Linked DNA regions of Mus musculus: all the other regions are linked to region 6. The links are chromatin contacts, called in public Hi-C, HiChIP or PLAC-seq and promoter capture Hi-C maps. All regions are on one chromosome and are shown on one strand. Each heading gives the region's core, a stretch centred on a gene start, on an enhancer-like site or on the middle of the called end of the contact. The rest is flanking DNA. Distances are from core to core; before and after follow the strand shown.

Region 1 (3,945 bases), core at 64-2,563, 260 kb before region 6:
CTCCCCCTTTCCTCATGGCAACTGACTTGGCCTCAGTTCTTGGGGTCTGTGAACTCAGTCAGAGAGCAGCTTCCCAATAAACCACCTTTAGTATAATCTTTGAAAAAAAAAGAGGTGGGGGCTGGAGAGATGGCTCAGTGGTTAAGAGCACTGACTGCTCTTCCAAAGGTCCTGAGTTCAAGTCCCAGCAACCACAGGGTAGCTCACAACCATTTGTTATGAGATCTGTGTGTGAAGACAGCTACAGTGTACTTAGATATAATAATAAATAAATAAAAATCTTTTTTAAAAAGTTTATATAGCAAGTTCTTTTTCCTGCTGGGCCATCTCCATGGCTTATTGTTTAGGTGTGTGTGTGTGCAGGCCCATGCTTCACAGCTCAGTATGTGAGTGTAATTCGGAGGACCACTTTTTGAGGTTAGTTTTTGCCTCCCACCTTCTGAAAGCAGTTTGTCTAATTTTTTGTTTTCAAAAGCCTTAACCTTTATTTTTATTTTGTTTTATGTATATGAACATTCTGTCTACACGTATGTCTGTGTACATGTGTTTTGTAGACTACGAAGCCAGAAGAGGGTTGGATCCCTGGGACTGGAATTCTAGATGGTTTTGAGCCACCATTCTCGTGCTAAAAATTAAACCCAGATCATCTTGATAGAGCAACCAGTGTTCTTAACCACTGAGCCATCTGCCCAGGCCCAGTCTTCCTTGATATTTTTGCTGGAGAACTAGTACTCCACACTAGCTGATCTCTGAACTCCGATGGGGGGAAGGGTTGGAGTCATACATTTTTTTGCAACCTCCTTTAGTAACACAAAAGGGTAGACTGAGTTACGCGGCCAGCTTCTTTTCACCTGCCGTGATTGGCACAAGACTGAGACTCCTGGTGTACTCGCCCGCAAAGATTAATAAAAGTCATACTTGGATGGTCACATGATCTAGAGGAGGCCACGGGTCTCAAGCTCCTATTGGGGACACTGCCTTCTGACCGAGGCCTCTTCGTGTGTGTGTGTGTGTGTGTGTCTGTGTGTGTGTGTGTTTTAAATAAGGTCTAACTGTGCAACCCAGACTGACCTCAACTCGAGGCAATCCTCCAGCCTCAGCCTCCTCGGTATTGGGATTAAAGGCGTACACTACCATTCTCTGGGTGCAAGGATGCATGAGGTGGGCATCTTTCTCGGGTCCTCCTATCCTTGGTAGATTTGAAGCGAGGCTAATCCTTAGAAATGCGGAGACCCAGCAACAGCCACGAATTCAACCCAGGAGGCGCAGGCGCACACCAACACACCACAGAGGCCCAAGACATCCGCGGTCTGCGGCGGAGTCCGTCAGTGTACCATCGGCCCAGCCTGGAAAGTGCCGCTCTCTCTCGCCGCTGGTCGTCTCGCCTGCTCCGTTCCATCGTGCTTTGCGGCTCAGGGGCAAGATGGCTGCTGAGAAGCAGATCCCGGGTGGTGGTAGTGGTGGTGGTGGAAGCGGCAGCGGCGGCGGCGGCGGAGGGAGCGGTGGCGGACGCAGTGCCGGAGGAGACGAGAATAAAGAAAACGAACGCCCTTCAGCCGGATCGAAGGCAAACAAAGAGTTCGGGGACAGCCTGAGTTTGGAGAGTATCCTCGAGCGGTGGCCTAACTCGCAATGACTACGTGTCGCTCGGAGGGCTGGGGGCGGGCGAGGCGGCGGGGGCCAGCACCGGGCTGCGGAGCCGAGGTGCGCCGCTGCCTCCTGCCCTTCACTTTCGGCATTCCCGTGTGCATGGTTTGCCTCTCGTCCTGGCTTTCCGGAGCTTGTTTTTGCAAGGGGTATAGAGATGGTAGGCAGGGTTCCCTCTGTGCCCCTCAGATGTCCAGTTGGAGGGCTGAGCCGGGGTTGACACCCTGCCCACCCCACAGAGCTCCTGGTCGGTACCTTGAGCCACCGGACTGTGGAGGGGAAACTGCAGCCTTGACATTTCAGCGTGGAGCTGTTGTCGGACAGCTGTCGAACCCTGGGTCATAAAACAGCGAGATGCTTTGAAAATGGAGGGAGAGTGCTCTCCAGGAAAGCTGCTGCTTACCTGTTTTGAATAGTAGTTACTTTAGTTTGTTAATATCATGTGTATAGTTTTTTGTTTTTTCAAAAGTAGGTCTGTAAGGCATTTTATCTTGTTGGACTCTTCTCGAAGAACTGTAGGAGTTACTTTTTTTTTTTTTTTTTTGAGTGTCCAAGTCCGCATGGGTATGGGTGTAGGTGTAAGCGCTGGTGCTGTGTCTGCAGGTCACAGGTCAACGTCTTCCTAATTCTCTACCTTTGAGACTGGGTCTCCCTCCAAAAGTGCAGCTCACTACTTGGAATAGACTGTATGGCCAGTGGGCTCCAGGGATCTTTCTGTCTCTTGCCATCCCAGCTGTGGGATTACGTGTGCAAACAACAGTATGGCCTTTTTACGTGGGTTCTGGGGAGATCCCAACATGACCTCATGCTTGCTAACAGCAAGTCCTTTACCAGCTGAGCAGTCTTCCCAACCCTCAGGAAACATTTTCTGGTTTGTATTAGCTTATATATCATTTGTGTGGTTCTAATAGCATGTGGCTTTTTTTTTTTAACGTGTTATTTTAAATACTTTTAAATGTTGCTTTATCTTATTTTATGTGTGTGTTTGCCTGCATGTTTGTGTATCACATGTGTGCCTGGTGCCCACAAAGGCCTGAAGAACATATGGATCTCCAGGAATTAGACTTACAGATGTTTAGTTCCTCCACGTGGGTGCTGGGAGCCGACCTGGATTCCTCCAGAAGAGCAGGAAGTGCTGTTAACCACTGAGCCCTCTCCAGCTGGTTTGTTGGTTTCTGAGACAGAGTTTGGCTGTGTAGCCCAATTTGGCCCTGAGCTGCTTCTCATCGCCCGCCGTCCCCTCTGATGCTGAGATAATAGGCATATACTATTGTTGGAGTCCCTTGTGGCTTTTTGAGATGCATACCAAATGGAGGTGGTTTAGAGGAATTTCTGAAATAAAACATGCACTTTGTGTGTGTGTGTGTGTGTGTGTGTATGTAAATTCTCGTGGATTCGTACTTTGCTTTTTGCTCTGGTATTATTGTTCTTACTACATGTTAGAATGCCCAGGAAAAAGAAAAACTTGGATTTTTTTTTTTAATGGAAATTGGCGTATCTTGGTTGACACTGTGCTGATCATAGATTTTGAGCGTTACAAGATGTAAATTTGGCAAGCACTGGCTGCGGCATATAGCTGTGTAGTTAGAACCTGACATTTATAACTGGAGTCTCCTTGCATGTGAGATCCAGGTGGGTACCTCTGAGGCAGCATTTAGAACAATCTGCTGGGTTTGAGACTCCCTACCAGTACTGCCCTCTAGTTCTGTCTGAAAATAGTAACAGTTGGGACAGTTCATAAAAGTATAAACTTAGCCTTGTCCTTTGATAAAGTGACTATTGGAAAGTTACAAAAGGATCGGAGGCTACCATCCCTGGGCTCCCACAGTTCAGTGTGCCGTTGGGGCAGCGCCTGACCTGCTGTCTTCTCACCCCGGAAGCTTTTCCTTGACCTAGGCTCTAGTTCTGCAGATCATTAAGGAGTCGCAGCAGCAGCATGGCTTACGGCACGGAGACTTCCAGCGGTACAGGTTAGTGTCCTGCACACCGTGCAGTAATTGTGGCATTTTCTAACGTAGCTGCCTTTGTTAAACTCCTGCTCACTCTGCTATCTGGGAAAATGTACCTAGATGGTTCAGCATTATACTGCATTTTCAAAAGGTATGTATTCTAAGTTTAACATTTTATGAGGGCTGGAGAGATGGCTCAGTGTGAAAAGCACCAGAGGACCGGGCAGTGGTGGCACGTGCCTTTGGTCTTAGCACTTGGGAGGCAGAGGCAGGCGGATTTCTGAGTTCAAGGCCAGTCTGGTCTACAGAGTGAGTTCCAGGACAGCCAGGGCTACACAGAGAAACCCAG
Region 2 (3,782 bases), core at 572-3,071, 290 kb before region 6:
GGGCTAAAAGGGGAAGAAGTTGGGATGATTAAACCCACACATATTGCATCAAATGCCTATGTAATTGTGCCCTGCATTTTCAGTTGTTAATTGCTATGCTGGCAGGATATTTAATTACTGTCATTTCTATGGCCTATTACCTGCCTTTTTTTTAAAGATTGATTTATTTATTATATGTGAGTACACTGTAACTGTCACCAGAAGAGGGAGTCAGATCTTGTTAGGGATGGTTGTGAGCCACCATGTAGTTCCTGGGATTTGAACTCAGGATCTTCAGACGAGCAGTTGGTGCTCTTAACCACTGAGCCAGCTCCCAAGCCCGATATTACCTGCTTTCTATATGTAAGTGTTTGTCCTTCCTTGCCTGCCACAAAGGTGTTTCTCTGAGATTAGCCTGTTAAAAAGAAAGCTGCCTGGTGAAGGTCAAAAGCTGCCAAAGCCAAAAGACAACACAGAAATATGGACCGGGCGTTGTCCTGCTGCTGATTGGCTCAGACTAGGTGTTGTCCTGCTGCTGATTGGCTCAGACTAGGCGTTGTCCGTTGCTGATTGGCTCAGATTGGATGAGTAAGGCGTGTGGCCTTTGAGGACTAGAGTTGACTGTTGGAGTCGGGGCAGGAGGAGAGAGAGACAGAAGCAGAACTGAGCAGGACAGGGAGGTTGAGCAGAGAGAACGCCAGGGACTCGTAGCAGGGAAGTCGCGTTGAGTCTGGAGGGTTAGCTGAGGGACTGCCCCAGCAAACAGGCAAACAGCCTTATACTATACAGATGTCTCTGTGTCTCTGTTATTAAACCCACGTGGGATCCCACAAGTTCTGAAGTATCCATTGTAAGCCACTCTGTGTGGAATCCAGTCTCCAGACTTGAACCGTTAAGATATGATCTGCAAAAACAAATTTGTCTCCTCAGTCAGCGCTTTTATCCTAAATTAGGGTTTAGCTAACTGGAAAGATGGCTCAGCAGTTAAGAGCTCTTTCTTACTCTTCCAGGAAGCCTGAGTTAGGGTTAGGGTTCCCAGAACCCACATGACAGACAGCTCACTACTGTAATGTCAGCTCCAGAGGGATCAGATAACCTTCTGGTCTTCCAGGGCACCTGGCATGCAAGTGACGGCACAGACATACATACCCATGGGCGAAACATCTATCTATACACCATGTTAAAATCCACAAATAAATCATGAGCTGGTGAAATAGCTCAGCAGGTTAAGGCATTTGCCACAAAACCTGGCACCCGAATTCAATCCCTCTGGGTCCTACACATGGGAGGGAGAGAACTGTAAACCCTATATACCACTCCGTGCCAGCCTCCACCTCCTGCCTTCCGCCACCGCCCTGCTTTTTCTTGGGTGAGCTGGGTTTGGCAGAGCACACCTTTCTTTAATCCAGCCCACGGTAGGCAGAAGTCAGCCTGGTCTACATAACCTATTCCAGAGCAGCCAAAACGATCTAAAAAAAATTCAGGTATAATGTTGGTTTGCTTGATTTTTGGTTTGGAGACCAAGTCTGACTCTGTAGCCTAGGCTAGCCTGGAATTTACTATGTGATCCAAACTGGCTTCGAACTCGTGAATGGCCTCCTGCTTCAGTCTCCCAGCAAGGGGCTGTCTTTCAAAGGAGCGAGCAAACCAGCCTCTGGCTACGAGGAAAGACCCACGTATGCCTCAGGTGAGCGGCTCTTCCAGCCACATTCAAGATGGCGTCGACCCGCAGCCCGCTCGCGAGCTCCGGCAGGAACACACTTCCGCCTGCCACTCCCAACATGGCGCCCCCGAAAGCGTCCGGGGGCGGGGCCGAGGGAGGAAGTGGGCGTGACAGGGACGGAAGCCGAGCAGGGTTTGGAGCTAAAACAGCGGGGAGTGGGGACAGCGCTGTCCGCTGCTATGATTCCCCCGCAGGAGGCTTCCGCCCGGCGGCGGGAGATCGAGGACAAACTGAAGCAGGTGACGCTGGGGAGAAAGTGAAGGAAAGGCGCTCAGGGGCATCGAACCGGGGTGGAAGGGGAGATAGGGTTAGGCGTAGGCCGTGGTGCTGGGTGCTGGGTGCTGGTGGTCGCCTTTCACCATCGGCTTGTGGTGATGTCCTCCTCTCTGCCCCTCGCAGGAGGAGGAGACGCTGTCGTTTATCCGAGACAGCCTGGAGAAGAGCGACCAGCTCACTAGGAACATGGTGAGTAGCCTTTCAGCTGGGAGGCTGCCGCCAGGCTCCTGAGCCCCAGAGGAGGGGCGTGTGATGGACGTGTCCTGCGCCTGTCCAGGGACTCCAGCGTGGGTAGTAAACAGTGGGCATATCTTGCAGCGATGGGTATCTCTGCACCCCAGTTTCCACCCCATCACCGAGGAAACCGCTGCCCTATACCTGTTACTGTCTGTCCTTCTGCAAACATTTCGTGATATCCTGTACATGGCCTGGTACTGGCCCCGTGTCATTGTCAAATTCAAGCGAGGCGAGGCAGCGAAGTCACAGGGGCTTTGGAAGCAAAACCATCTCAGAGAGTTAATGCGTCTTAGATCTACCCAATGTCCTACAGCTTACTATGTGGTTCCTGGTGGTAGGCCTTGAGTTATGGTTAATTTACCTGGTAAAGCAGACAATGTCAGCCTCCCAGTGTGTCCGTGGAGGAAGTCTATGCATGCTTCCCAGTGTCTGGTATACAGTAAGATGCTTTAAAAGTGCTTGCATTTGTATTTACACAGTAATAAAATACTTGTTGAATGAGATTTGCCCTTAGGGAAAGAGGTTGGCTGTTTGTTTGAGGTAACAGTAATATATTTGCAACTATTTTGGAGGAAGCTACTTTCTGTTCAGTCTAGGAAAACTTCAGAGAGAACAGAAATTGAGATTTGACTTTCAAGGGTAGAAAGGAATCTATCCTGAGGTGATTGAAAAAAAAAATTTATTATGTATAGTGTTCTGGTTGTATGTATGGCCATATGCCAGAAGAGGGCACTAGATCTCATTATAGATGGTTGTGGTTGAGCCGCTATGTGGTGCTGGGAATTGAACTCAGGACTTCCGAAGAGCAGCCAGTGTTCTTAACTGCTGAGCTGGCTCTCCAGCCTGATTATCTCTTTTTGCAAATAAGCAAATTTATTTTATGTGCATGAGTGTTTGCATGTGTGTATGTGTCCCACAAATGAGCAGTGCCTGCAGAGGTCAGAAGAGGCTGTCATATCCTGTGGAATTGGAGTTACAGGCAGTCAGTTGTAAGCTGGCAGATGTGCGTGCTGAGAACTCAGTACCAGTCCTCTGCAAGAGCAGAGTCATCTCTCCAGCTCCTTGAAGGAAGAATTCGCTTAATGTTCCTCTTGCCGTCAGATGAACTTTCAACCAGTTTATGGTGAGCCGTGTACCAGACTAGGAGTGCAGTTGTAGCAAACAAGTCGACTATGTTCCTTCCTATGGGTAGCAGTGTATCGTCTAGAAAACCAAGAAAAGACAAGAAATGTCTGTGAGTATTTCCAGGACAGCCCTGGGAGCCATGAGCCAGAGGAGTTCCCCCCCACAGGTGTCCATCCTGTCGTCCTTTGAGAGCCGACTCATGAAGCTGGAGAACTCTATCATCCCTGTGCACAAGCAGACAGAGAACCTACAGAGGCTGCAGGAGAACGTGGAGAAGACGTTATCCTGCCTGGACCACGTTATCAGCTACTACCACGTAGCCAGCGACACGGAGAAGATCATCCGAGAGGGGTGAGTTCCATGCAGAGCTCTGCTCACATAACTAATGTCTCCTGGACCCATGGAGCCAAGTAAAACCCATGTGAGCGTGGAGCCCCTTATC
Region 3 (3,509 bases), core at 583-3,082, 480 kb after region 6:
GAATACGCAAATACACACAGATCTGTTTATCTTGCTTTCCTAGTGTAGGGATTAAAATGACTTGTGTCACTAGGCCCCGCCCAAAAGAAGGAATTTTTCTTTTTCTTTTATTTATTTATTCATTTATTTATTTATTTATTTTTGGTTTTTCGAGACAGGGTTTCTCTGTGTTGCCCTGTCTGTCTTCTTTTTAATTTTTATCTTTTTGTTTTTGTTTCTCAAAACAGGGTTTCTTTGTGTAGCCCTGGCTTTTCTGGAACTCAGTCTGTAGACCTGTCCGGCCTAGAGCACAGAGACCCACCTGCCTCTGCCTCCCTAGTGCTGGGATTAAACACCTATGCCACCACAGACATGCAAGGAGGATTAAAAAAAAAGTTAGAAAAGGAGAGTTTAGAAAGTAGATGATATTGGAAGGGATTCATACGTCCCTGTAGAGGAAATATAGTAATTTTTAAAAGTCTATACTAGCTGCAGTGGTGGCACATGCCTTTAATCCCAGCACTTGGGAGGCAGAGGCAGGGGGATTTCTGAATTTGAGGCCAGGCTGGTCTACAGAGTGAGTTCTAGGACAGCCAATGCTATACAGAGAAACCCTGTCTCGAAAAACCAAAAAAAAAAAAAAAAAAAACAAAAAAACAAAAAAACCCAAAAACCAGAAAAAGTCTGTACTAAAACTCAAAGAAACAATTAAAATAAAGTTTAATAAAGAAAAAAAGATTAAGGTGTGCTACCACTGGCCTAAGGTGACAGAAAAAAAAAGCCTGTTTTGTGCAGAGTCGAAGGGAGTTGAGTAGGGGTGAGAAACGGGACGTATTACTGGTTTCAGCAAAGGTGACCTTGTGGAGAGTTCTAGTGGAGCTAAGAGGACAACAACAGATTGCAGTGGATTGAGGAGTGAGTGGGAGTTGAGGGGGTGGAGCAGCTGGCATGGGCATTTTTTCAAGCTGTTTGGTCGAGAAGAAGCACTATGGTGGTAATGTAATCGTGGTATTTCCCCCCTCTGTGGGAACACAGTAGTAGAAGAAAATACAGGGGTACAGGAAATAAAAACACCAAGTGAGAGCCACAGGGTGGCATGCACAGCAGAGGGCAGGATTTTCTTCAAATGCGAGGATCCTACTCCTACTTTGTACTGGATTAAGGGACGAAATGATTGATGGGCCCGTGAGCTTCAGGTTGGGTCGGCTCCCCTGATGGACTGTGTTCTCTGGAAGTTGGGAGGCAGGCCACAAGCAAGGAATCCTTTGAGTGGCTATAAGAACAGTTTTCCACAGCAAGAGTAGGGTTCCCAACAGGTTGGAAGACATTTGAGGCTCCCGGGTGGGAAGCTGGTTGATGGGGAAGGACGAAGGGACTGGGAAGTTTGATGTGCAGGGGGGAGTTGCATTTGTCCTACTGAACAGGAGTTTTTCTCACAACCCGCTGCTGCTTTTTTGATGGAGATGCCCCCTTCTACGTGGAGTTGGCCTTCCGTTCTCGACCTAGGCTCACCCCACGTCTAAGGCCACGCGCCTTCCTGTCCTCGCCGAGGACCAGCTGGAAGCCATTTTGATTATGCTCCACCAAAGAAGGAGGACAATACAGCCCCGCCCAGAGCCAGGCGCGCCCCCGCGGCGGGACTGGTGCGCGTGTCCGCGCCTCTTCCCGCCGACCTGGCGGGCGCCTGGCCCAGGCGGCGGAGGCGCGGGCCGTGGGGGGGAGGAGGAGGGGTGGTTATGTAAGCGTTGCGCGCTCCCGCGAAGCGGCAGCCAATGAGAAGCCCCGGATGCTCGTGCTCGCGCACGCAGGGCGGGGGGAGGGAAGCGCACGACGTGCGCGCGCCCTCTGCCTCGTCCACCGCTGCCGCCTCCTCCTGCCGCTCCTGGTGCTGCTTGTGCGCTCCCTCAGTGCGGACCCGGTGCCTCTTTTGTGAAGCGGCAGCTGAGGAGACTCCGGCGCTCGCCATGGCCGACGAGAAACCCAAGGTGAGCTCGCGGCGGCCGGCTGCGCCTCACCGTGCGGACCGGTGGGTGGCGCGGCCCGGGGTCCGGCCGAAGCCCGCCGCGGGCTTCCCTGCCTGCCCGGGGCCCCCCACGGGGCCAGCGGCGGCTCAGGCCCGGCGCTCCGCGCCATTTTCCTCTCTCGCTCTCTTCCTCCCGCCCGCGCCCGAGGAGGCCCGGCGCCCTCCCCCGCCCCCAGGCCCTCGGAGCGCGCGCGGCGCGGCGCGAGGCGGGCAGGCGGCGCTTCGCGGGAGCCCGCGGGCCCGGCGGCCCCGCGCTGGCTCCTCGGCGGCGCCCGGCGCGTGTAAGGAAAGCGTTGGGCGCGCGGGGTCTGGGGCGGCGGCGAAGGCGGGAGTCGTGCGGCCCGGGGTTTCCCTCTCGGGGCTGGGGCCGCGCCGGATCGGTGGTGTGTGCTCCGGCAACCCCGAGTGGGGGATTCCAGAGTCGGTCCGGCTCGAGGCCCAAGGGGCCCGCGGGGGAGGGGCTGCGCTCTCCGCCGTGCGCCCAGAAACCCGCACCCTGGCGGGAACCATGTGGCTTGTTGTGGTTGGAGGCTTAGGTGCGAGCAGAGAGACACGGGCTCAACTTGAGAACGCGCCCTCGGAGGCACGGGCTACTCTTGGCTGCGGACTAGGGGACCAGCATCAGTCCAGGGCAGGGCACTCTCTGGCCCCGACTCTATTTGGAGGGGGACACAGGATGGACGAATCGAATCCTTGGACATAAACATTTGATTTGCTGAACTGCTGTTGGGGTTGCAATGTACGGGAATACTTGCACGAAGACTGTATTGCAGCCATGACAGCAAAGGAGAGGGGGAAAATAAGCTCTGAACTGAAAATGAAGCAGTTATATAGTCGAACGTTAATCGGAAGATGTAAAAAGGGAGACTCGGGATATCCCTCAGTTGAGTGTGTTCGGTTTTTTTTTTTTAAAGATATGTTCATTTGATATCATTGAGCAGAGTTTGCTAACTTTTATCAAGAAGGTAGCAGTAAAATTTGAAATACAAGGTATGGTTTTCTCACTCCCACCCCAAACCGACTCTAGTAGTTGTAGCTTTGAAAAGAGAAAGGACACTGGTGTTTATGGGAAGCGACAAATTTGGGCGATGACAGGAAATAATGCCATTTTAGAAAATTTAACCTCAGATGCATCACAAATTATGCAAGGAGTTTCTAAGTGTATTGTTGCCTTGCTAGTATCAGTGCTTCTGTACCAGACTTGTAACACTTTGTGCAGGGTTTCTGATCTTTCAGCCCAGGGGCTGGGAACAGCTGTATGCTGTTGGAGAGCCTGAGAGAAACCTGTTGATTCTGAAGCGTTCGGGCCCGCAGCTTCTTTAAAGGTGTTTGTGTTTCACAGTTTCCAAATTACACTCTTATTTTTCTTTCAACAGGAAGGAGTCAAGACTGAGAACAACGATCATATTAATTTGAAGGTGGCGGGACAGGATGGTTCTGTGGTGCAGTTTAAGATTAAGAGGCATACACCACTTAGTAAACTAATGAAAGCCTATTGTGAACGGCA
Region 4 (3,645 bases), core at 1,093-3,592, 400 kb before region 6:
ATGAGTGTCGCTACTTTTTGTTTATTGGATTTATTTATTTATTTATTTATTTAAAGGCATGGTCTCACTATGCAGCCCTGGCTAGCCTGGAACTCACTATGTAAACCAGGTGGGCCTTGAACTCACAGAGATCCACCTGCCTCTGCCTCCCAAGTGCTGAGATTAAAGATATTCACTACGAAACCTGGCTGTACGTTGTTACCCTTGAATGTATGTCTGTGCACAATGTGCAGTGTCAGGTCCCCAGAGTCAACAGAGGGTATGACATTCCCTGGAACCAGAGTTACAGATGGTTCTGAGATACCATGTGGGTGCTGGGACTCAAACTTAGGTCCTTTGTAAGAACAGGAAGAGCCTTAACTGCTGGCCCTTCTGTCCACAGCCCCAGACAGAGGATCCTGTAATCAACAGTACTGAGGTGGGCAGCACAGTGAGACCCCCTATCTCAAAAATAGAAATGGTTGTGTCACTTTTGTCTGCAAGTCTGTGGTTTTTGCTGTTTTATACGCTCCAAGGTTTCATGTGGCCTGAGCTAGCTCATTATGCAGTCTGGAGTTCTTGATCCAGCTTTCTCCACTTCCCAAAGGCTGGAGCCACACGCAGTCACCTGGCACCTGTGAGGAAGGATCTGTGTGTAGAGAAAGGAAAATAGAGGGAGGCTACAGCTCTCCCCTAAGATACCTCTGGAAGCCTAATGGTTAGGGCTGGGGGGCTGCAGGGAGAGCTCCAAATTCAGGTGAGCCCTGTGACCTGGATGAGGGTGTCTGGAGCAGGGACTTGGCCTCCCTCATTATCACCCGATGTGCATGATAGGAGTGGGTGCCTGGCTTCCAGGGGACCTTGGGGGAAAACCAAGGCAATTTTTCATAAGTAACTTTAACACAGAGTCAGTTAAATTCAGGTGAATGAAAATGCAAAATACTCTTGGGAGGCAGAGGCAGGAGACTCAGAAATTCAAGGCCACATTGGTTACAAGAAGTTCTGGGTCAACGAGAGCTACATGAGATCTGGTCTCAAGGTGGAGGGGGAGCCGAGGAACTGAGATATATCCCTAGAATCCACACAGTTGAAGAGAAAACACTTCTGCAAGTTGTCCTTTGACCTCTAAAATCACCTGGCGATACAGGAGAGGAACCCCCCCCTGCCAACACACAAATAAAATGTTAACATCAACAACAAAACTTAAACCACACCAACCCCTGCAAACCACACACACACACACACACACACACACACACACACACACGGGGGGGGGCGGGGGGGTGAGAGAAGAGAAGAGAAGAGAAGAGAAGAGAAGAGAAGAGAAGAGAAGAGATCAGGAGACAGACAGATCTACAAAACAGTTTTACAAACCTAAAGAAGGGAATCAGTCACCCCAAACTACTGTGTATGTTGTTGAAAGTTGACGTCATGCTGAAACAGTTCGGAACCTTGATCAGTCTCCCCCCAGAGAAACAAAAACAAAACAAAAAAATCCCCAAAACCTCATCATACCCACAAATACATAAATGTCTGTAATTAACTGAGCAATGACGTCTTCTGCCTGCCCACTGTGTGTGTGTGTGTGTGTGTGTGTGTGTGTGTGTGTGTGTGTAGGGAAGTCCTAGATCTGCCCTATCAAATTCCCTTTTTGATTCGAGGACTGTTCACTGATAGGCCACACAAGGCTCTTTCCAGTGTCTCCAGAGAACAGTTCACAAGGGACAGGCTCAGAGTGACTATCTTGAGTTAATGCCTACCAATCCAAACCCTAAAGGCTACCCGAGCTGTCCCAGGAAGGAGGTTACAAACAGCATTTACGGAGGGATGGCCACATCTTAGCTGACCATCCCAACATCCCCTATGCAGTCTTGGTGACATTTGGGATGTGAGGTTGGCAGAGCACTTGGGGTTCAGGCGGTAGGGGCATGAGGGATGTGGATGCTCGCCCCTGGGCTATGACCTCGACAGACGCGGAGGAGGCGGGGCTCTGGCTGCCAGGGCGGGGCGGCTCGCTGTGGGATTCAGGGACAAAGACGCGCGAGCTCGAGGCAGGCCTCCCCGGTGCCACGGGGGAGGCGCACCCGGAGCAATAATCCCACCGGGACACCGCTCGGGTGCGGCGGGGACCATGCTTCTTCCACCCGCCGTGGCCGAGCAGCTCCGGGAGACTCAGACCCTTGCCCGTCGCTGCCGCCGAGCCCCAGGCCGCATCCGCGCCGCAACCTCCGCGCGAAGCACGCGCCGCGGGCGCCCACCGCAGCTCGTTTCCTATTGGCTGGCCGGCCCGCGGGCGCTCCCGCCCCGCCGTCCCATTGGCTGAGGCCGCCGCGGTCCCCCCGCGCGCTAGCCGCCGCTGACATCACGCGGTCTGAGGCGGCGGCGGCGCCCCCGGGCTCAGCCCCGCAGCCCCCTCAGGCAGAGGCGCCGCCGCGGTGCCCGGCGGAGGATGGTGCGCGCCGTGCGGGCCGCTCCCCGCAGCCTCAGCCGCAGCAGCGCCTCAGCCGAGCGGGCCGCGGCGGGCAGCCGACCCCCGCACCGGGCGTGCGGCCGGCCGGCGCGCTGAGGCTCGGACGCCGGAGCCCGGGCGACGCCGCGATCGCAGCGGCCATGGGGGCCCTGACGAGCCGGCAGCACGCGGGCGTGGAGGAGGTGGACATCCCGTCCAATTCCGTGTACCGCTACCCGCCCAAGTCCGGTGAGGGCCGGGCGCGCGCCACGGGCCGGGCGGAGGGGAGGCCGCGCGTCGGATGCTGCGGGCGGGCAACGCGGTGGCCCGGGCGGCCCCGAGTCGGCCGCGGAGCGGGGGAGGTCTTCGGGATGCAGGGCGGGGGGCGCTCCCCATCCCGGGCCTCGGCGACGCCACGCGGAGGACTGCAGGTGCCTGCAGGGTCACCGAGGTCACCGCTCGCGTCCTCCGTGGTAATCTGCTCTGCGACAGGGACGCGCGCCGCCGGGGATGCGGCGTTGCAGCGGCTGCGGGTTGGAGAGGCATCCCTGACAGGCACCTGTGCCAGGTGTTGTCCCCGGGCTGTCGCATCCATGTCCCTTGGGACAGCTAGAAGTGCGTTTCTGCGAGCGTGAGGAGTAGTGCGGGAGGACGAACTTGCTTAAGCAGTTCTTCGCTTTTCTGGAGACTATCAGGGCGGGGATTGGGGGAGAAACTAAGTTAACAGAGATGTGTAGGAATCTGACAAGAGTCACTTGGATTGCCCCTTTCCTAGTTTCTGTCAAGGAGATGGCTGGAGACAGAGCAAAAGTGTTTTCTGTCGTACACTGTCACTTGAAACAGTCAATGCCTCCATCAGCATCAGCATTGCAGGAGAGTTTTGACAGCAGATGAGAAAGTAGTCCACTTGAGTGAGGACTGCTGTTCAAGCTGCTGGCGAGTGACCCAGCTACATGTCCTTTATCATCACCTTTATCTAAAAAAAATTTTTTTTTGCTTGCTGATCTCAAGACCCCCGGGACTCGTGTCTACCACCTTCCCTCTGGCTTGAGGACCTGGTGTGGATTTTGATGCGGGAGTAGTGAGTGAGGTGTCAGAATTGGACAGGGTCCCATTCTCTCTTGGTAGAATAAAGACATGCTAATGAGTCGAGCTGATTTCTCAGCAGTACATCCAGTTTCTGCCAGGTGGAAGCTGGGACCAGACAATGAACCTGC
Region 5 (3,490 bases), core at 84-2,583, 420 kb after region 6:
CCAAGCTATACAACCGTAACATACATGCAGTGCTCAGACACATATAGGCTCACCATCACAAGAACATGGCCCACAGAATCATCTGAGGCACATTTTACCTAACAGTTGGTACAGATGACTTGGGCAGTGTCTTTTGGTAGATATTGAAGACACAAAGATGCATGCTCCTCTCCCACCCCTGTCAGTTTCTCTGTGGTCTATTGGGGAGTCCTACCGTTTTCTGGGCATAAATGTTAAATCAGATGATGTCTTAGTCAGGGTTTCTATTCCTGCACAAACATCATGACCAAGATGCAAGTTGGGGAGGAAAGGGTTTATTCAGCTTACACTTCCATGCTGCTGTTTATCACCAAAGGAAGTCAGGACTGGAACTCAAACAGGTCAGGAAGCAGGAGCTGATGCAGAGGCCATGGAGGGATGTTCTTTACTGGCTTGCTTCACCTGGCTTGCTCAGCCTGCTTTCTTATAGAACCAAGACTACCAGCCCTGAGATGGTCCCACCCACAAGGGCCTTTCCCCCTTGATCACTAATTGAGAAAATGCCTTACAGTTGGATCTCATGGAGGCATTTCCTCAACTGAAGCTCCTTTCTCTGTGGTAACTCCAGCTGTGTCAAGTTGACACAAAACTAACCAGTACAGATGACTTCTGAGAACCTCTTTCGTTGTGGTTTTTATATCTGGGTCTCTCAGGAGCTCTTTGATCGTTGTGAGAATAAGAGGCGGACGCTGTTTAAACTAGCCAGCGAGACAGAGGACAATGACAACAGTTTGGGTGAGTGTGAAAGGATGAGTCAAAACTTTAGCTGTGTGAGAGTTGTCACAGCCCACACAGTGAGGGATCTCTTCTACTGTAGGGGACATCCTGCAGGCCAGTGACAACCTGTCCAGGGTCATCAACTCTTACAAAACTATTATTGAAGGGCAGATCGTCAATGGTGAGGTGACCACCTCAACCATGCCTGACTCTGAAGGTAAATATTCTGATTTCTATTCTGCAACCCTCCAGAGCAGCCATGTGCCCTGACCACTGAGCCCCAAATGGCAATGCTTAGGGAATTCCTGAGGGGATACCGAGCCATTTCAAGTAGCCATTCCCAGAGGCCAGGAGGTGTGCATGGAGACTTCCTTCCTTGCTTTCTCAAGCCTGGTTTTCAGTGTTCCTGGAGAAATGCCACTAGGTTGAGCCACAAGATAGAACAGCTATGCCCGGGTCCTGCCTCTTGCGGCATGGACACAGATTCTCCCTGAATGCTCTTGTTCCTCTTCTGTCGACCCATCTAGGAAACAGTCACTGTGGTAACCAAGGCGCCCTCATTGACCTTGCTGAGTTGGACGCCCCCAGCAACTCGTCTCCGGCATTGGCCCCACCCACCTCAGGCATCCCCATCCTCCCTCCACCCCCCCAAACCTCCGGGCCTCCACGAAGCCGTTCATCCAGCCAGGCTGAGGCTCCCCCAGGGTCTGACAGCACGAACAATGCCCTCTCCTTGCTGGATGAGGAGCTCCTCTGCTTAGGTACGCCCAAGCGTGGCACTGGGGAAGGAAGGCCTAAGGGTTGGTGTGCTTAGATAACTCTCTGGCGGCCGACAGGACCACTTTCCAAGGGAGTGCAAGGTAAACATGGCAGGCTCTGGCACAGCTCATCTCCTCTCGTCCTAGGAGGCCCTTCAGTCATGCATGAAGGGCAAATGCATTTTCTTCCAGTCTAGCTGCAGGGGAACTCTTGGCTTACAAGGACTGGCTCTTGCCTTGTCACCTGACCGTTATTGGGGGATTGGAGGGCGCAGGAGCTCAGCTCATTGACTTTTCTTTTGTGTTCTTAGGCCTTACTGACCCCGCCCCCACTGCTCCCAAAGAGTCACCTGGAAGTAGTCAGTGGCACCTGTTCCAGGTAGAGGCACCATAACAGCAGCATCACTCAAGTGATGCCCAAGGACCACAAGGCACCCACCCTTCCTTCTTAGGCTCTGGCTGGCTACACTTTGCTAGAACCAGAGCTTATGTATTCTCTAGAGGGTTCTGTGGGTCACAATGGGTACCTCAGAAGGCCCGGTGGGTGATGGCCTCGTCCCTTCTGGGTCTCTGCTCACTTGATATTTCTGTTGTACAGAATGAACCACCATCAGATCTGGACTTCTTCAGTCCCAGGCCAGTGCCTGCGGCCTCCTGCCCCTCAGATGGACCCCAGCTCCCTCCCCCAGTTTCTACCTCAAGTATGTCCCAAGCTCCACTGCCTGCTGCCTTCCCAGCTCCTGTGGTCCCAGCCAGTGCACCAACCCACAGCACTGGCTCCTTCATGTTCTCTTCTGGACCTGCCCCAGCCTTGGCTCCAAAGGCTGAGCCCAAAGGTCCAGAATACCCCAGCTCCAGCACCTCGCACCGCCTAGATGCCCTTGATCAGCTTCTGGAAGAGGCCAAAGTGTAAGGGATAGAAGAGGGTGGCTGAGCGTGGGGTGTCGTATATATAGGACCAAAGGGAGGCTTCATAGGATGGGGGATGTGGATCCTTTTTGGTACTGTGAGTCAGGCTGGAAGCTAGTGGCCTGAGGTAGCTAGACACTGGCTTTGGTTGAGGGGTTGCCTAGCATTCTAACCATCTTTCTGACTTGCCTTCCTTGGCCCCAGAACCTCAGGCTTGGTGAAACCTGTTTCTTGCTTCTCTCCTGGGCCCACTGCCTCCCCGCTGCTGCCTGCCTCTGCCCCAGCCAGACCTCTCCTGCCCTTCTCCACTGGGCCCGGAAGCCCTCTCTTCCAGTCCCAAGGCAGCCCTCAGAAAGGCCCAGAGCTCTCCTTGGCCAGTGTCCATGTGCCCCTGGAATCGATCAAGCCTAGTAAGTGCTGAGGACAGGCGCTCAGCCTCAGCTGTGGTGTTGGTAGGGTGTGATCAGTGGATTCTTTCCATACAAAAGTCCCTGACTGACTGTTAAGGGTCCGCTTGCCTGCAGTCTCACATCTTTTCTAAAGATTGTATTTTTATTATTTATGATTGTTTGTGTGCCTTGGTGTATGCATGTGCTTGACGTGTGCCCACAGAGGTCAGAGGGTTTCAGGCTTCCTGAAACTGGAGTTACAGGCAGTGGTGAGCCGACCGACATGGGTTCTGGGAACCTAGATCCTCTGCAAGAATGATAAGTGTTCCTAACCACTGTCCCATCATCCCTGTAGCCCTCTCAGCTCCTTACAGCAGCTGTGTGACCTTGGTCCTCTCCGGTACTCCACAGGGCAACCGTCCTCAGCTGTTCCAGCTCTCCTCCATCCCATTGGCTTTAGTAGCACTCGGGCTCTGCAGGGCCCTTGCCATGCTCCCCTACCACACTCACTCATGTAACACCTTCTTACAGGCAGTGCCCTTCCCGTGACAGCCTATGATAAAAATGGCTTCCGCATCCTTTTCCACTTTGCTAAGGAGTGTCCGCCAGGACGGCCTGATGTGCTGGTGGTGGTGGTTTCCATGCTGAATACGGCTCCGTTGCCAGTCAAGAGCATAG
Region 6 (3,657 bases), core at 490-2,989:
GCTGGGAATACGGGGATTTATCAAAGTCCTCCAGCCATCCTGTCCCTTCAGTCCTGTCTCTGTCCCAGTCCCGTTCCCCCTCCCCATCCTTCCTTATCCCACTTGAGACAGGGTCTCACTGTGTAGCCCTATGTAAGGTACCTTGGTCTTGAATTTGCCACAACCCTACTTCTGCCTGCATCTGCCTGCTTCTGCTTCCTGAGTACTGACCTGTGCTATTAGAGCTTGCTTCTTTCTTTCTTTCTTTCTTTCTTTCTTTCTTTCTTTCTTTCTTTCTTTTTTTCTTCCTCTCTTCCTTCTTGTTGATTGTTTTGAATGCCGCCTTCTTCTTCTCCTTCTTCTTCTTCTTCTCCCTCGGCTGTCCTGGAACTCACTCTGTAGACCAGGCTGGCCTCTGAACTCAGACATCTTCCTGCCTCTTCCTCCCAAGTGCTGGGATTAAAAAGCTGTGTGCCACCGTGCCTGGCTCACATACTGCTTTCTTTTCTTATTTTCTTTCTTTTTTTTTTTTTTTAGAAGATCACACCTTCTTTTTTTGTTGTTTTGTTTTTTTTAAAGATTTATTTATTATATGTAAGTACACTGTAGCTGTCTTCAGACACTTCAGAAGAGGAAGTCAGATCTAATTACGGATGGTTGTGAGCCACCATGTGGTTGCTGGGATTTGAACTCAGGACCTTTGGAAAAGCAGTCAGTGCTCTTAACCACTGAGCCATCTCTCCAGCCCCACATACTGCTTTCTTGATTTACATGTCTTTTGTTAACAAAACCTGTTTATTTGTTTTCTAGACAGAATCTTAGCCCAGACTGGTTTCAGACTGCCGCTCCTCCGGCCTGAGTCTCCCATGTGCTGAGATGGACTACTATGCCTGGCTTGGAAATTATTTAATTTTTGAATAAGATAGTACATTTATTTGTGTGTTTCTTTTGAATGCATGTGCTCTCTACCACTGAGCTACACCCCCTACCGTTCTCCACTCTTACTGTCTTACATTTTAGTCCTTCTGTTAGAAGGTTTCACACAAGGTGACCAGGAATAGCTAGGAATCCAGGCAAAGATTTGGGCCAGCATGAAGGCTTTAGATGGTCATGTCTCTGAGACCAAGGCTCTTGTGGAGGAAGCAACTGCTAGGGGCCAACAACATTAGCCATCTTTGCAGTAGCCTTTGCGTCATCGAGGAGTGCCTGAGCTTGCTTCCTGCCGGCCACTGGATGAGATGAACTTCAGTCCTCCATCGCCAGGAGCCAGAGAAGGAGCCTGTAAAAGGCTTCGAACCTTGGCTCTCCTTGTTTATCCCTAGACTGTGTACCACATCATCCTGTTAGAGACATGACCGACCAGGGGCTGACGACTTAGCATAACTTCGCTAGATCCTCTGGGACACTCAGCTGTTCCTGTTGCCAGCTCGTGTTGGTGTTGCCCTGGCTGTGTGAGGGATGATGATGATGGGGATGGGAGCGCATTAAGAGGCTCCAGGTTCAGGGATGGATGGGAAGTTCAGATCTCCATTTGTGTTAACTGCTACTCAAGTGGGAGCCCCAAACTCCTGCTAGGACATCACCGAAGATACAAGTTGCAACCGAGTCTCTTCCTCCAGCTGTCAGCTGCCGCGTTGGCTTGCGCTGGAGAGCTAAGTTTGGACCCCGCTCTGCAGGTGGGATGGGCGGGGCCGTCGTAGCGGGGGCGGGGTCCCGCGAAGGACAGGAATGTAAGTCCGCGCCACGTGGCTCCGCCCCCAGCATCCCGCGGGGCGGTGCGCCCAGCTGCAGACGAGCGTCATGGCTGCTTGGAGACCGCCCCGGGTCGAGGAGCTGCTGGCCGAGGCCCGCCGGGCCTTCATGGAGGAGTTTGGAGCCGAGCCGGAGCTGGCAGTGTCGGCGCCGGGCCGCGTCAACCTCATCGGGGAGCACACGGACTACAACCAGGGCCTGGTGCTGCCCATGGTGAGGGGCCGCATTGGGGACCCTTCCTTGTGTGTGCTGGCCCGGCCTGCGGTAGGGAAGGGCTGGCATAGGGGGCACGGGAGGGCGGGTACCCTCCGGGTGGAAGGCGGAGTGAAGCGGTCTAGCAGACGTGAGAGACCCCGGGACGTGCAGTTGTCCACGTGCGAAGACAGGAAGCCAGAGCTGGGGGGAGGGGGGCTGTGCGGTTTGTCTTCTCGAGCCCGCCTTCTGGGGGCATCGCCCACAACTTGGAAGTATGAACCTCTTAAAAATGTGAGGACCAAGGAAGCAATATAAGAGAGTATTAGGCATGGTGGCGCATTCCTAATAGTCCAGTACTGGGGAAGCTCAGGCATGAGAATTGCCACGAGTTCAAGATCAGCCTGAACTACAAAGTGAGTTCCAGGACAGCTTGGGCTGTAAGATTCTTAAAACAAGGAAAAAGAAAAAAAAGGAGGTTATTTAGCCCTCTGACTTTGATTGGGCCCACAGCACCGACCTAGACCTATGCAAAGGTAGACCTGTGTAAATGTAGCTTCCCCCCCCCCCCCCCCCGGCCCATCCCCTTGAATTTACAGAGAAAACAGTAGATCCACAGAGCACTAATGACTCCCTCAAAGTTACACATTCGGTTCTTGGACTCTCAGCCTGGGTCTCTCAGCGCATAAGTAGTTCCTGAACAAGGGATTACCGCGTGCAGAGCTGGGTCCAGGTGGGAGGAAGTCTGGAGCCCCTCTGGGCCTGTTTTTGCATAAGATCACTATCTGTCCCCTTTGGCCCACAGTTGGACGCTAGCTAGGGCAGAGTCCAGGTTCACATTCCTATCACCACTGGCCCCGCCCCTGAAGACCCACAAGGCTGTGCTCTGAGCCCCCAAGGCTAACGCTTAATTGAAGCGCTTTCTCCCATCTCCTTCAAGCTAAGCCTATTCCCTTCACGGCCCTGTGTGTCCCAGACGACAGAACCTTGGGGTTTGGATCCTGGTTGCTTCAGTCACCCTGGGGCTGTTCTAGAACTTCAAGTGACATGAGTTTTCTATTTGCAATGGGATATTCCACCCACATATACTTTTATTAATCCCAGCATTCTGAAGTAGAGGCAGGTGGGCCTCTTAGTTAGAGGATAGCCTGATCTACATAGAAAGTTCCAGACAGGATTGCACAGTGAGACCCTGTTTTCAAAAACTTTAAAAACAAAACAAAACAAAAAGCCAAAAATAGATTCTGTGGCTATGATGTGATCCTGGGTGGACTTCTTCTGTCAGGTGGTATAGACTACACATGCCTACTCCTTCCAGGCACTGGAGCTCGTGACCGTGATGGTTGGCAGCCCCCGGACAGATGGGCTTGTTTCTCTTCTCACCACTTCCAAAGATGCAGACGAGCCCCAAAGACTGCAGTTCCCACTGCCCTCAGCCCAGTGGTCCTTGGAGCCTGGAATCCCACAGTGGGCCAATTATGTCAAGGGAGTGATTCAACATTACCCAGGTATAGGACTCACTCAGGCTGCTTCTGGGAGGATCATCTCACCCCATCTCGGCATTCCTCCAGGGTGGAGCATCCCATTGTACTGATAAAGCCATTGAGGTTCTGGAGGCTTGGAACTTGCCCTAGGTTTCCTTTGTATGATTAGAGGAGCCCGAATTCAATTGTTAGCTTGCTGGCCTCTGCCACCCTAAATCGGGAAGGCTAGTAGGAAGATTAAGCCAGCACA

What was found. Promoter capture Hi-C pulls out the DNA fragments that hold promoters and counts their contacts. A called contact is a pair of places that touch in the nucleus more often than the background predicts. HiChIP or PLAC-seq counts read pairs in DNA pulled down with a chosen protein or histone mark. Capture Hi-C pulls out chosen DNA fragments and counts their contacts.
Region 1: a promoter capture Hi-C map of liver shows a contact between it and region 6. The contact joins the promoter of Srp68 here to the promoter of Galk1 in region 6. A contact is called at or near these places in 14 of 39 promoter capture datasets (the 3T3-L1 cell line, 3T3-L1-derived adipocytes, the HPC-7 cell line and 8 more), 3 of 484 Hi-C or Micro-C datasets (B cells and cortical neurons), 4 of 115 datasets of contacts at active chromatin or transcription factors (the SCID.adh cell line, embryonic stem cells, forebrain and 1 more) and 3 of 9 other capture datasets (adipose tissue, embryonic stem cells and pancreatic islet).
Region 2: a Hi-C map of granulocyte-monocyte progenitors shows a contact between it and region 6, with 4 times the contacts expected there. The contact joins the promoter of Exoc7 here to the promoter of Galk1 in region 6. A contact is called at or near these places in 2 of 39 promoter capture datasets (embryonic stem cells and liver), 2 of 484 Hi-C or Micro-C datasets (the HL-1 cell line and granulocyte-monocyte progenitors), 1 of 115 datasets of contacts at active chromatin or transcription factors (pancreatic cancer cells) and 3 of 9 other capture datasets (adipose tissue, embryonic stem cells and liver).
Region 3: a contact with region 6 is called in a FOXA1 HiChIP or PLAC-seq map of pancreatic cancer cells. The contact joins the promoter of Sumo2 here to the promoter of Galk1 in region 6. A contact is called at or near these places in 2 of 39 promoter capture datasets (cranial neural crest and hippocampal neurons) and 1 of 115 datasets of contacts at active chromatin or transcription factors (pancreatic cancer cells).
Region 4: a promoter capture Hi-C map of adipose tissue shows a contact between it and region 6. The contact joins the promoter of Rnf157 here to the promoter of Galk1 in region 6. A contact is called at or near these places in 1 of 39 promoter capture datasets (cranial neural crest), 1 of 15 datasets of contacts at CTCF or cohesin (the NIH/3T3 cell line) and 1 of 9 other capture datasets (adipose tissue).
Region 5: a contact with region 6 is called in a promoter capture Hi-C map of embryonic stem cells, with 2.9 times the contacts expected there. The contact joins the enhancer-like site here to the promoter of Galk1 in region 6. A contact is called at or near these places in 2 of 39 promoter capture datasets (embryonic stem cells and hippocampal neurons), 1 of 115 datasets of contacts at active chromatin or transcription factors (the 230-238 cell line) and 3 of 9 other capture datasets (embryonic stem cells, liver and pancreatic islet).

Annotation. Positions count from the first base shown.
Region 1 is chr11:116,271,585-116,275,529 of GRCm38.p6, reverse strand. It overlaps Srp68 (signal recognition particle 68), which reads left to right and starts at 1,313. Exons shown (of 16, transcript NM_146032.3): 1 at 1,313-1,604; 2 at 3,551-3,617. The coding sequence starts at 1,424.
Region 2 is chr11:116,304,773-116,308,554 of GRCm38.p6, reverse strand. Exoc7 (exocyst complex component 7) reads left to right here and starts at 1,821. Exons shown (of 20, transcript NM_016857.4): 1 at 1,821-1,941; 2 at 2,102-2,167; 3 at 3,507-3,691. The coding sequence starts at 1,882. Gm26730 (a long non-coding RNA gene) reads right to left here and starts at 1,691. Exons shown (of 3, transcript XR_389166.1): 1 at 1,374-1,691; 2 at 330-883.
Region 3 is chr11:115,534,553-115,538,061 of GRCm38.p6, reverse strand. Sumo2 (small ubiquitin-like modifier 2) reads left to right here and starts at 1,832. Exons shown (of 4, transcript NM_133354.2): 1 at 1,832-1,964; 2 at 3,379-3,509. The coding sequence starts at 1,944.
Region 4 is chr11:116,411,729-116,415,373 of GRCm38.p6, reverse strand. It overlaps Rnf157 (ring finger protein 157), which reads left to right and starts at 2,342. Exons shown (of 19, transcript NM_027258.1): 1 at 2,342-2,677. The coding sequence starts at 2,590.
Region 5 is chr11:115,586,339-115,589,828 of GRCm38.p6, reverse strand. Gga3 (golgi associated, gamma adaptin ear containing, ARF binding protein 3) reads left to right here. Exons shown (of 17, transcript NM_173048.3): 9 at 693-774; 10 at 857-973; 11 at 1,284-1,517; 12 at 1,826-1,893; 13 at 2,113-2,423; 14 at 2,628-2,833; 15 at 3,344-3,490. Among named protein-coding and RNA genes, the nearest start is that of Gga3, 16 kb to the left of the region's middle. Within about 2 kb of position 1,333, at least 5 of the 459 cell types and tissues checked have an H3K27ac peak or open chromatin away from gene starts, as enhancers often do. A contact at or near this core is called in embryonic stem cells, where this site is marked.
Region 6 is chr11:116,010,801-116,014,457 of GRCm38.p6, reverse strand. It overlaps Galk1 (galactokinase 1), which reads left to right and starts at 1,739. Exons shown (of 8, transcript NM_016905.2): 1 at 1,739-1,944; 2 at 3,242-3,431. The coding sequence starts at 1,780.